2 separate regions of the Zea mays genome follow, and region 1 is linked to region 2. A link is a contact called in public Hi-C data. All regions are on one chromosome and are shown on one strand. The core of a region is the stretch at or near the end of the contact, and the rest is flanking DNA. Distances in the headings are between cores, read along the strand shown. Region 1 holds the start of LOC100216871. Region 2 holds the start of LOC100278646.

The links. A called contact is a pair of places that touch in the nucleus more often than the background predicts.
Region 1: a contact with region 2 is called in a Hi-C map of ear, with 2.6 times the contacts expected there. The contact joins the promoter of LOC100216871 here to the promoter of LOC100278646 in region 2. A contact is called at or near these places in 2 of 25 Hi-C or Micro-C datasets (ear and leaf).

Annotation. Positions count from the first base shown.
Region 1 is chr4:146,532,832-146,538,659 of Zm-B73-REFERENCE-NAM-5.0, forward strand. It overlaps LOC100216871, which reads left to right and starts at 1,929. Exons shown (of 2, transcript NM_001143260.1): 1 at 1,929-2,700. The coding sequence starts at 1,947.
Region 2 is chr4:146,389,225-146,394,955 of Zm-B73-REFERENCE-NAM-5.0, forward strand. LOC100278646 reads left to right here and starts at 2,007. Exons shown (of 1, transcript NM_001364472.1): 1 at 2,007-2,669. The coding sequence starts at 2,153. The coding sequence ends at 2,374.

The sequences.
Region 1 (5,828 bases), core at 679-3,178, 140 kb after region 2:
AAATAGTCAGTCGACCAACTATTTTCGTCGGCCTTGGGAAAGCCGACGAAAATAGGTCTTTTTCGTCGGTACCGACGGAAATAGTTGCCTATTTTCGTCAAACTTATTTTCGGCGGCTATTTTCGTCGGCCTGCCGACGAAAATATGCTATTTTCATCAGTTTAGGCTTATTTTCGTGGGTTTTTGGCCCACGAAAATTTAGGTGTTTCCTGTAGTGTGGTCTCCAGTCGTCGTGTGGTAATCTTCCTGTGATATGCACACTTCTCCCTCTCCCTTTTCAACTGCCGATCAATGAAGAAGGTAGGATTGGGCCGCTGCTCGCCGTGATTTTTGCCAGAGAGGGAGGGCCGACTGGTGGCCGGTACCACCAGTTCTTAGCGTGGCTTGTTGAGCGTGAGAGACAGAGAGATGGGGAAGAAGATGTTGTGGTTGCTGGTGGGAGATGTTGGGGAATGCTCTCTGTTCGTGGGGATGAGTTCCATGCCATGGTTAACTATTTCCCAAAAAATCAGCAGGTTTACCTGGCGTAAGCTACATTTCTTCCTAGACTAACATGCTTGCATTTCCTAAAGGTTTGACAAGAGGATAACTGATGAGTTCCATGCCATGGTTAACTATTTCTTCAAGTGTGCAAGTGCGTCTATCGACTGTATGGTTCTTTGGTTTTTGTTGTTCGCTGAGGTGCAAAGTAGGAAGAAAATGTGGCCCTAACCTTGCAAGCGGGGAATGTATCGTTTTTTGGTGCAACTGAAATATGTGGTGTTATTTTTTGTGCACTAACAATTTGTTGAATATTTTGTATACCGTTGCAACGCACGGGCATCTACCTAGTAGATGATTAAATGAGCTGTGACTGACGGGTTGGCCAAAGCATGGCTCATTTAATAGTGTCGGGCTGGACTCGGCATGAAAGTCGTGCCGTGTTTGGGCCGCTGACTTGACCCGTAGTGCTGACCCGGACCGACACGATTATATTTTTATTTTGCAAAACTTAGTGTGTATATATATATATATTATATTTTATATTTAGTATTTACAACCAACACACTAGAGTTTTACTTGTTAGCCTCCTTCATGTAGTGTTTTTCAGCCTTGGACCAGGAGGTTGTGAGTTTGAATCCCCCTTTCGCACGTTTTTTTTGCTATTTTTCTGATTTAATCAGACAACGTGGATAGATTAACGGACCGATCCGGCCCGGCACGGCTACCAGGTCGACGTGCCGTGTCTGGGCTGCGGCACGCGGGTAAAATCATCACGTGGCATGCCGGTATGTCTGGTGAATGAAGCATGGCCACACTCTCACCACAACCCACAGAGTAATACTACATGCGTTGACTTTTAAAAAAAACTGTAACCACTTGTCTTATTCAAAATATTTATTTGAAAATATAAAATTTTAAGTCACGTTCAAACGACCTTGAGTGATAAAACGAACCACAACAAAATAAGTGAGTTAAATAATAACTCACGATATTTTCTGATCAGTTCAAGAGTGGACTTTGTGTGAAAGTGTTGACTCAGACTGCTACGGTAACAAAGCTGAACTCAGAAGAGTACAGAGAGGAGCACATTTTCAATGGCGTTTTTGTTCAGGAGCTGGACATCTGTATCTGCAATCTTCGTAGTGTCGAAAAAGGCGTGAAGAGGAGAGGAAAGGCCACCTTGGTAGGCGGCGACGTGGCGTGCGCCTGATAACTGGCGTGATGAAACCGAAAGCCTCAGACTCGTTCTTTCCTGGTCTAGTCTAGACTCTTAACTCTAGAGAATGGAGTCGGCGGATCTCCTACGGTTGGGCGTTGAGGCGTTTAACTCCTACAGCAGGATTCGACACAACCACGCAACTGCACGAGATATTTTGAGCTCTGGTGGTTGGATTTTAAGGAACAAGGACATTATGTAGACGTCGTCAAGATCAAACATGGTTGAACTTGAACAGCACGCAAGAATGGAGGCGGAAAGAGCTGGAGCGTGTCTCCCCCTCCCCTACCAGGCGACCAAATCCATGTGCGTGCTGCTCCTCGCTGCTGCTTCCATGCTGAGCAGCAGCCATACCACCACCGCCGCCGCACATGGTGCTGCTTCTGCTACTGCCTCTCCTCCACCAGCGGCGTTGCTGATCGCCACGGCCGACGACCAGCAGGCTCTGCTCGCCTTCAAGGACCTCGTCACCGGCGACCCTCACGGGGTGCTGACCTCATGGACCGCCGCTGGCAACACGACCGCCGGCGTCTGCAGCTGGAGAGGCGTGGGGTGCCGCTCCCGCCGGCGGCGCCCTGGCCGCGTCACCTCGCTGGAGCTGGCGTCCGCCAACCTGACCTTCACCGTCTCGCCTTTCCTCGCCAACCTGACGTTCCTCGGCACGCTCAACCTCTCGCACAACTTCCTGTCGGGCAACATCCCCCGGGAGCTCGGCTTCTTGCCCCGCCTCTCGTACCTGGACCTCCGGCACAACTCCCTGCAGGGCGTGGTTCCAGGATCCCTCGCCGGCGCCTCCAGGCTCCTGGTCCTGCAGCTGGAGTACAACAGCCTCGTGGGCGAGATCCCAGCCAACCTGAGCCACCTGCAGAGGCTGGAGGTCCTGGACGTCGGCTCCAACCAGCTCTCCGGTGCGATCCCGCAGTCGCTCGGCTCGCTCTCGAGGCTCACGTACCTGGGGCTGTACCTGAACAATCTCTCAGGAAGTGTTCCGGCGTCTCTCGGTAACCTCTCATCGCTCGTCGACTTGTTTGCTGACACTAACAGACTCAGTGGCCAAATACCAGACTCTCTAGGACGGCTGACAAGGCTCAGGCGCTCAGCTCCCTTGATTTAGCCTACAACCATCTCAGCGGCACAATCCCAGCAAGCCTGTTCAACATCTCATCAGTTGCCACCTTCGAATTGTCCGGCAACAAGGCTCTTTCAGGCGTTCTCCCGTCTGATATCGGTGCCACCCTCCCAAACCTCCAGAACCTGATCCTCAACGACTGCCAGCTGCGCGGCCGAATCCCCCGATCCATAGGGAACGCGTCGCTGCTCAGGTACATACAGCTCGGCGACAACCAGCTTGAAGGGGCCCTGCCGCTGGAAGTAGGCAGCCTGAAGGATCTCGAGGTGCTAACAGTGGAGAGCAACCGGCTGGAGGACGAGTGGTGGGGAAGTGATGACTGGGACTTGATCGCCTCCTTGTCCAACTGCAGCAAGCTGTTCTACCTGTCCCTTGACTCCAACAGCTTCCGAGGCGTGCTCCCGCCTTCCATCGTCAACCTCTCCAGCACGATGCAGAAGCTTCATCTATCACACAACGGATTCCACGGAGCGATTCCTACGGATATCCGGAAGCTTTCGAGCCTCACCATACTCACTCTCAGGGGTAACTTGCTGACGGGCAGCATCCCGCCATCGATCGGGGAGCTTCACAGCCTAGGAGTTCTAGACTTGTCCGAGAACAACATCTCCGGGGGAATCCCTCCTGCGCTGGGGAACCTGACAAACCTCTCCATACTTTATCTGTTCAAGAACAGCCTGCAGGGACCCATACCCACGAGCCTGGGGAAGCTGCAGAACATCGGTAGCCTGGTCCTGTCGCTCAACCAGCTTACCGGCTCGATACCAGCGGAGGTCGTCAGCCTCTCCTCTCTGACCAGCTACCTCGGTCTCTCGTACAACTCCCTCACTGGTCAGATCCCATCAGAGGTCGGGAAACTGACGAACCTAGTGCTGCTGGATCTGTCAGTAAACCAGCTATCCGGCGACGTTCCTGCAGCTCTAGGCAAGTGCGTGGAGCTAGCGCAGCTTCAGCTGAACGACAATCTTCTTCAAGGCGCCATCCCGCAGTCCTTGAGTGGACTGCAAGGAATGCAAGAGCTGGACGTCGCGAGGAACAACTTATCTGGCCCTGTTCCGAAGTTCTTTGCCGACTGGCCGAGCCTGAACTACCTGAACCTGTCGTACAACAGGTTCGAAGGCTCCGTTCCGGTAACGGGCGTCTTCGGTAACGCGAGCGCGTTCTCCGTGGCTGGTAATAACAAGGTCTGTGGGGGAGTTACAGCTCTGCAGCTTCCGCCATGCCCCACTGTCGAAGACGAAGAGCCCGACGACGCTGACAACAGGAGGCCAAGGAGACTAGCAGTGATAATAGGCACTGTTGTTGGTTCTACATCTTTGCTTCTCCTTGCCTTTTGTGGTCTTCTCCTGTTGGTCATGAGGCGGCGGAAAAGGGCCCCTGCCAATCTCCCTTTGGCGGAGGACCAGCATTGGCAGGTCTCGTTCGAGGAGATACAGAAGGCGACTGACCAGTTCTCCCCGAGTAATCTCATAGGCGTGGGAAGCTTCGGGTCCGTTTATAGAGGGATCCTCCTGAGCCCAGGTGCGCGGCAAGTTGAAGTCGCGATCAAGGTCATTGACCTCCGGCAGCATGGAGCCGAGCACAGTTTCCTGGCCGAATGCCGTGCCCTGAGAAGCGTTCGCCACCGGAATCTTGTCAAGGTCGTCACCGCCTGCTCCAGCGTTGGCCACCAGGGAAACGACTTCAAGGCGTTGGTCTACGAGTTCATGCCGAACGGGGACCTCGACGTGTGGCTACACCACCACCATAGGCAAGATCCACAGGATGGGGCGCCGAGGAGGAGGAGGAGGCTGACCGTGACGCAGAGGGTGGACATCGCGCTCGACGTCGCGGCGGCTCTCGACTACCTGCACCACCACGGCCAGGCGCCCGTCGTGCACTGTGACCTGAAGCCGAGCAACGTCCTCCTTGACGGCGACATGGTCGCGCGCGTGGCGGACTTTGGCCTCGCACGGTTCATCCGTAACAAGATGGTGAGCGAGTCGGCGGGAGGAAGCAGCACTTGGAGCGTCGGGATCAAGGGCACCATCGGGTACATCCCTCCAGGTTGCAGAGCTTGTTGTTTAGTTTGTTCTTCCTACTGATGAGATGAGATGAGATGTTTCTAGGGATTTTTACGATTCACCCACTAGTGTGACCATCCTCCTCAATTCTACCCCTGACTAAATCCTCTACTCAGTTTTCCCCTCCTGTCTTCAACTTACGCTCAGAACTCACCTCACGGAGGACATTCCGTCCGTTAGTTGCCTTACAGGTGGACCCATTGCTCTGACAAGTGGGCCCGCTCTCTTTCCCCTTCATCCAGTCTTCAGTTCCTGAATTGAAACCGTGAGTCTGCTGACACCGCCGCCGCCAGAGACATCTTCCTTGGTGGCGCACCTCCCCAAATCCGGCGTGGTTGTCCCTGTCTCCGGTACGTCTCCGGTGTGTGCGGTCGTCCCTATCTCGGGCCGCAACTTCCTTGGCAACACACCTCCCCAAAGCCCGGCTGTGGGCGTCCCTGTCTCCGCTGTGGGCGTCGCTGTCTATGGCACGCGACCGTCCCTGCCTCCGGCGCTCGCGGGCAGATCTCCGGCGCACGACAGCTCTCTGACGTTCGGGCAGATGGATCTCCGGCTGTGAAGGATTGTCTGAAGTGTCTCCGGCGCGCGTTCCTCTGCATCTGCAAAGTCTCTAGCATGCGTGGTGCGGCACTCCGACGTGTCATGCTTGTTCTGTGGCATGTAGACGGCTCGACGACATGCGTGCCGGCCGAGGCTACCGGGAGCTGGCTGTTGGCATCTCCAAACGTGGTCCTCCTCCTACGCCTAGCGCGCGGCGTGGCTCTGTGGTGGCCATCGTGTAGGGGGGTCTTTGGACAAGTGAAAACTGAATTTAGTACTAGCGCCTGTAAAATATGTAATGTTTCTATTGAAAAACTAAATTATGTTTATTCCATAACTAGCATATCTTGGGCATTCTAAACATCAATCTACTACAACCTAGATTCAGCCGTTCGTT
Region 2 (5,731 bases), core at 757-3,256:
ACCATACCCAATTATCATCAGTTTCACCATCTATGAATCCAAATGCAAGTGGATACATCCAATTGTGACCATCAATAGTCGTGGTTGCAGCCATATGCCCATTCCATCTACTATTAAGTGCAGTAGAGTCTATGCTAAGGTATGGCCTACATCCCTCCAAGAATCCTTGAATGCAAGGGCCTAATGCAATCTATGGAAGTATATCTTGCCATCTACCTCCTTAATGTCAATCTCAATAACACTCCCCGGAGATCGAGTCAACACCTCTGCCCTCCAATTGAATAGCATCTGAAAACTCTCTTCCCAGCTGCCATGTAACTCTCTTAGAGCCAATTGCCTCCCTTTCCAAACCGTGTCATAGTGAATTTCACACTTATATTTCTCCTCCAACCTTTTTCGCAACTCCTTTGGGCCCATGTTTGACTCCTTCTTGAGATGATGGATAGCCTTTGATGCTACCCAAGCACTAGTAGGTGTTGTGGTCTTCCTTCGAGCACTAGAAGTACAATTGTGGGCCTCAATTAAGACTGTTACCTTCAAATGGGAATCTCAGTCAGTAACCATGTAAACAATATCATATGAAAAATAGGAAATGTACATATAAGCAAGCATAGGCTCAAAAGACTATACCATAACAGTATTCCCATCATGCTGTCTACGTCCCACAATATGCCAACGGCAACCTTCTCCTTTGCAATAACCAATAAATCGACTTGGGTCAGTTTTATAGATGTTTAGCTCAAACTCTTCGTTGATAGCGAACTGTCTCACAGCTAGCCTGAACTCACGCATGCTGGAGTACACTGTTCCAATATCCATACAAGGATTGTCTGGGTCATGCACCATCACCCTTTCTCCTGGAATTTCATCAGTAACAGGGATGGCTGCTCCAAGAGTTTCATCTTCACAATAACTAGTAGGTCCATTATCATGTCTCTTAAAAGCTTCAGCCACCTTCTCAGCAGCTTCATCCTCAGCTCTCAACCCAATCAACTCATACATTTTGTCATCGTCAACGATTTCTATCCTACCTTTCTCATCTTGGTTCTCAACAATTTGTAGGGCATCCCAGTCAATAACAGCTTCAGAGTGAGAACCAGGATATACTACCATTGCTAAGCTAAGCGGGGTCTCATCATCAAGGCTGAAAATATAAAATATAAAATGGATTCAAAGGGGACAAGGTTAGGGAAATTACACTGCTCTATTCTCCACTCAGCTCGATTCCAAAAAAAAGTTAGTACATGTAGAAGCATACCCGTACATACAATCATTCCAACTATACTCCATCTAGCCACTGTCCCCAACTGCACGCGAGATTTCACTGTAACCTAGGGTTACAGAGATGTACTGTAATTTGTTGAACTGATTGAAAAAAAATGCAAGAATAAATTACTGGGCAGCAGCGATGTCCTGGATCTACTCACCTATACTGTGTTGCGTTGCTGTCTTGGGATGGAGACTCCACTGCCGACGGAGGAGGAGCAATCTGAACGGCGGCGGCAGACTTCTGAGCACAACGGCGGTGGCGAAATACCGAGCGAGGGCGACGGAGGAGCACCAATCTAAGCGGCGGCAGGGGAGGAGCAGAGTGAACGGGAGGAGCGGCCGAAGGAATCGCAGCAGCGGCTCCCGCCGCCGTTGAGGAACGGGAGGAGTGAACGGGTCCAGCGAATGTGAGATGCTAGCAAAGGTGTCAGCCACGTCTTGATTTGGAGCAGGGGCAAAAAGGTCCAAGCAAGTGCCCTCTCCTCTGTTTATGCATCGAATAGGTGATAAATGGCATTTTGTCGGTAAACAACGTGTGAGGATGGTGCACTAGCGAAGCTCTTGCACATAATGGCATTCGGGCGAATCCCACGTTCCATAATGGCATAATTCCATATTTCTCGTTTGTCTTGTGGTTCGGCCTGTAGTTGCTGCTAGCTGAACGAACGAGAGATCTCGTCTGCATTTTCTCCCTTTAAGGCTGTGCTTCAAGTTCCTGAAGATATTTCGAATCATAATTTTATTACTCAAATTTCTAATTACCTGAATTACCCTACCCGGAAATATCAGCTAACCCCAGACCGCCCAACACCAGCTCCACCCTCGCCACCAACCGCCCCCGCACCACGGCCAGAACCCTAGTCACTTCCCCGCCGCCCACTCCATGGAGGACGACGCCATCTCGACGCTCATGGACATCGACGACTCGCCGCTCAGCGCTGCGGGGGCCGGGTTCCTCGACGAGGAGGACGGGGAAGGCGAGATGTTCTTCGCCCCGCACCGCGCGGCCCGCGGCGGCGCTGGCGATGCCCGCGGGCCCCTCCCCTTTTCCGGGTTCTTCAACAGCTTCGACGGCGCCGATTTCGACGACGACGACCTCGCCTGAGGGAACTGCCGCCCGGTTCGGTAACGGATGTTGTTCGTGGATCGCGAATCGTGTTATGTCGATACCGTGATGGGGTCTCTTAATTAGCGCATCGATTCAGACTCGTTTGGGCAATCTGAAGATGTTTAGGGATCAACATTACCTTTGTGGCCTATGGTTCGTGGATGCACATGCACAGGGATCAATATAAGTACCTTTGTGCCCCATGGTTCGTGGATCACTGTGCATGTGTTCTTCCGCGTCTTTGTTGTTATTTTGGCTCCATCTGTATGATCTAATGAACCTTCCTTTGTTATCATTCTGTCTCTGTTACTCGATGACTTGTTATAGGTTGTTAAATGCCTATATCTGTTTGTCGAATTGTGTAGGCTGTGAGTTATTTGCTTTATAGAATTTGTGGTTAGTTAACATATTGTGTTGAAAGTTTCCATTTGTCATCAATTTAACCGGCTAGTGATGACAATTCATAGATGCTTGATTATTTGGTGTCGAAGTGGAAATATCACATTAGCATAGGCACATTTTTTTGGAAGCATTGCATCAGTATGCAAATTTGGTATTGCAGGGTAGTTTTAAATCTGCTTCACAGAAACTTTTTCATCATTCATCAAATCAGAATTTGCATAGTTACACTGTCTACTAGAAATTTGGTTCAGAGCTCAAAACTGAGAGCATGCCTAGTTCTAGTTGCCATAAGCATCACCATTGTTTCCAAGTAGCATAACAGTCACTGATAGTAGGGTTTGAATTGAGCTTGGGAGATAACAAAATTGGGAGTGCATGCCTAGTTCTAATTGCCATAAGCATCACCATGCAGGGTTATGAATTGAGCTCAGGAGTCAGGACACAACAAAACTCGCTGCACTGTTTTTTCAGCTTATTAATAAAAAAACACTTACAACGCCAACATTAAACATTGGAAATCTGTCCTGGCTTCTGTTAGGCTGTATCATAGTGTTTAACAATTGCTGTTATTCCTTGGTATTGAAAGGCTTTTGGTAACAAGCTTCATCCACAACTTTTTGTTCTGAGTCAATGGATTGGAATCCGTCAACCCCAGCTTCATTTGCTTCTTGAAGTTTTATTCAGAAATCAGAATTGAGTGGATGCTAAGATCAAATTAAAATAAATTGACGTGGCTTTAAACATGTATTATTGCCACTGATCATAAGTTGTGGCGCATACAGTGAGCTTACACACCTACAATACCTGCTTTGATGTTTTTTAGTATATTATTACAAAATTGTTGAACAGCATTTCCGGGTAGAGCCACTTCCATTTTCATGCCATTCCATGTTTCTTTTTCTGGATGGTCTTCGCTCAAGCAGCCCAAAATCAACCAGCTGATAGGCGGCAGCCAGACCACAAGAGCAGGGATAGGAGAAGGGGACTGGGATAATATATCATTTGTTTTCTTGCCTCTATTTTATTTATCTCCACCTTGTATAGATGGAGAGGTTTACTTGACTTCTAAGCAAGATGATTAGTCTTACCTTTAACCATAACCTTAATGGGCCTCTTGTACTACCAGGCCTAGCCGACTGCTCATGACATAGTCAATGTCTATGGAATCAATCAGGTAACTAAGGTTCCTTTTTAAAATAAAGCCCCCCCCCCCCCCCTAATGCTCTCATACTACTGGTCTAGCTGACTGCCCATGACATTGCCAATGCCTATGGAATCAGTCAGGTTCTTTTTTAGGAAAAAGGAACAGGAAGGGGAAACCCCTACTGAATAAATAAGTATGTATATATTGAAAAATAATTGTTGAGGTTGTTGCCATCTAGGTTCTTAAAACTGGGTCAGTTGGTCATGGTTCATATATTGGGCACGAGCCATTGCTAACTTTTGTTTTTTTTTACAAGACAAAATGAAGTTGCGTCAGATAATTCATTTCGTATGTGAGATCTTGCATGTTTCCTAGTTTTAATATGCAAGATTGCATATTTTTCAATGAGAAGTTCTAATATGCAAGATTGCATATTTTTCAATGAGATTGTGCATTTCACAGTTAGTATATAGAGGAGTGTGAAATATTTCGTCTTAGAACTTGTCTCAGAGTTCTGGATTTCAAAATTGAAACCCCCTTGAAAGCTAGCTTTCCTTCGAGAATCGCATGCTATATTTTGCTCTGACACAGGTATTGGCATAGTGGATCCAGCTGCTTGTATTTCAGCTTTGATATTACTCTGAAACTTATTCTTGCACATTGGGGAGTGGTTTATTTGGATTTAGTTGTCTTGATAGGTTTTTTTTCCCTAACAAGCTGTTGCAAACTTTTTATGGTGAGCCTACCTGCTATCTGCTCAGCTGTATATTGGTATATCTCTTAACTTCAGTAGATGTTGTGTTTCGATAACATGATGCCGTCTGACTCTGAGCGCTCCGCATAACGTCTAACGCAAATATAACCTAACAAAAAAGTTTTTTTTTGCATTGTGTGAGCCTGGCCAATGGGGGTATGCATCTAACTATCTAAGGGATTATTTAGAAATAAAGTATTTTTATAGTTTCTAGACAATACCATTATTATATTTTATGTCATAAGGTGTTTGGTTGTATTTTTAAAAATCTATGCTTTCAAAACCATGTTATTCTAGGTACCACGATATTTTTAGAGTATCAAAAACTTTACTATAACCCACAGTTTTAATGGCATGACAAACTTTTGTCTAAATATTATAGTTTATAATATTGTATTCAAACAATGTTTTTCAAAACCGTAGTATTTTTTAAAGAAACAATAGGGAAGATCTCTACTGAAAATATATTAAGAGGAAAAAAGTTCAGGCTGCACAAGAGGAAACGAATAAGAGAGATAGAGAAGGGGATTACATTATCAGAATCAGAATTTCCATAATGCAGGTAATTGAGAGTTGTCTCTTAAGACTAGAAATGGCTCGGAGGTGGTAAATGGTGCGGGGAGGTGAGAGACTGATGGAGTTCCAACAAGCTTTGGCGAAGTTACATCTGAAGAAGAGTGTGCCCAACTATTTCTTCCTGCTAAAGAATGCAATTGTCACAAGTGTAAGAATCTAATCCAGCCATTTTGCCTTGAGAATGTTTGGTATGATTGTAACAATTGTATGATTGTAACAATTGCAAAGTATAGTATTATAAAATTATAGTTTTAAAAAAATATTGTTGCCAAACAGTCTCTAAGATGTGAACCACACTTATTAGGAAAGAGAACCAAATAGTCCCAACATGTTCAGTTCCACGAAGATTTCGGTCCACGCCAACAGTCTTCTCTAATCAAACCCCCAATGCAAATAAATTCGACTTTCTAGATTTTCCTTCCATGTGGAATAGCTCCGTTCTAAAATATAATTTATTTCATATTAAACATATATATAT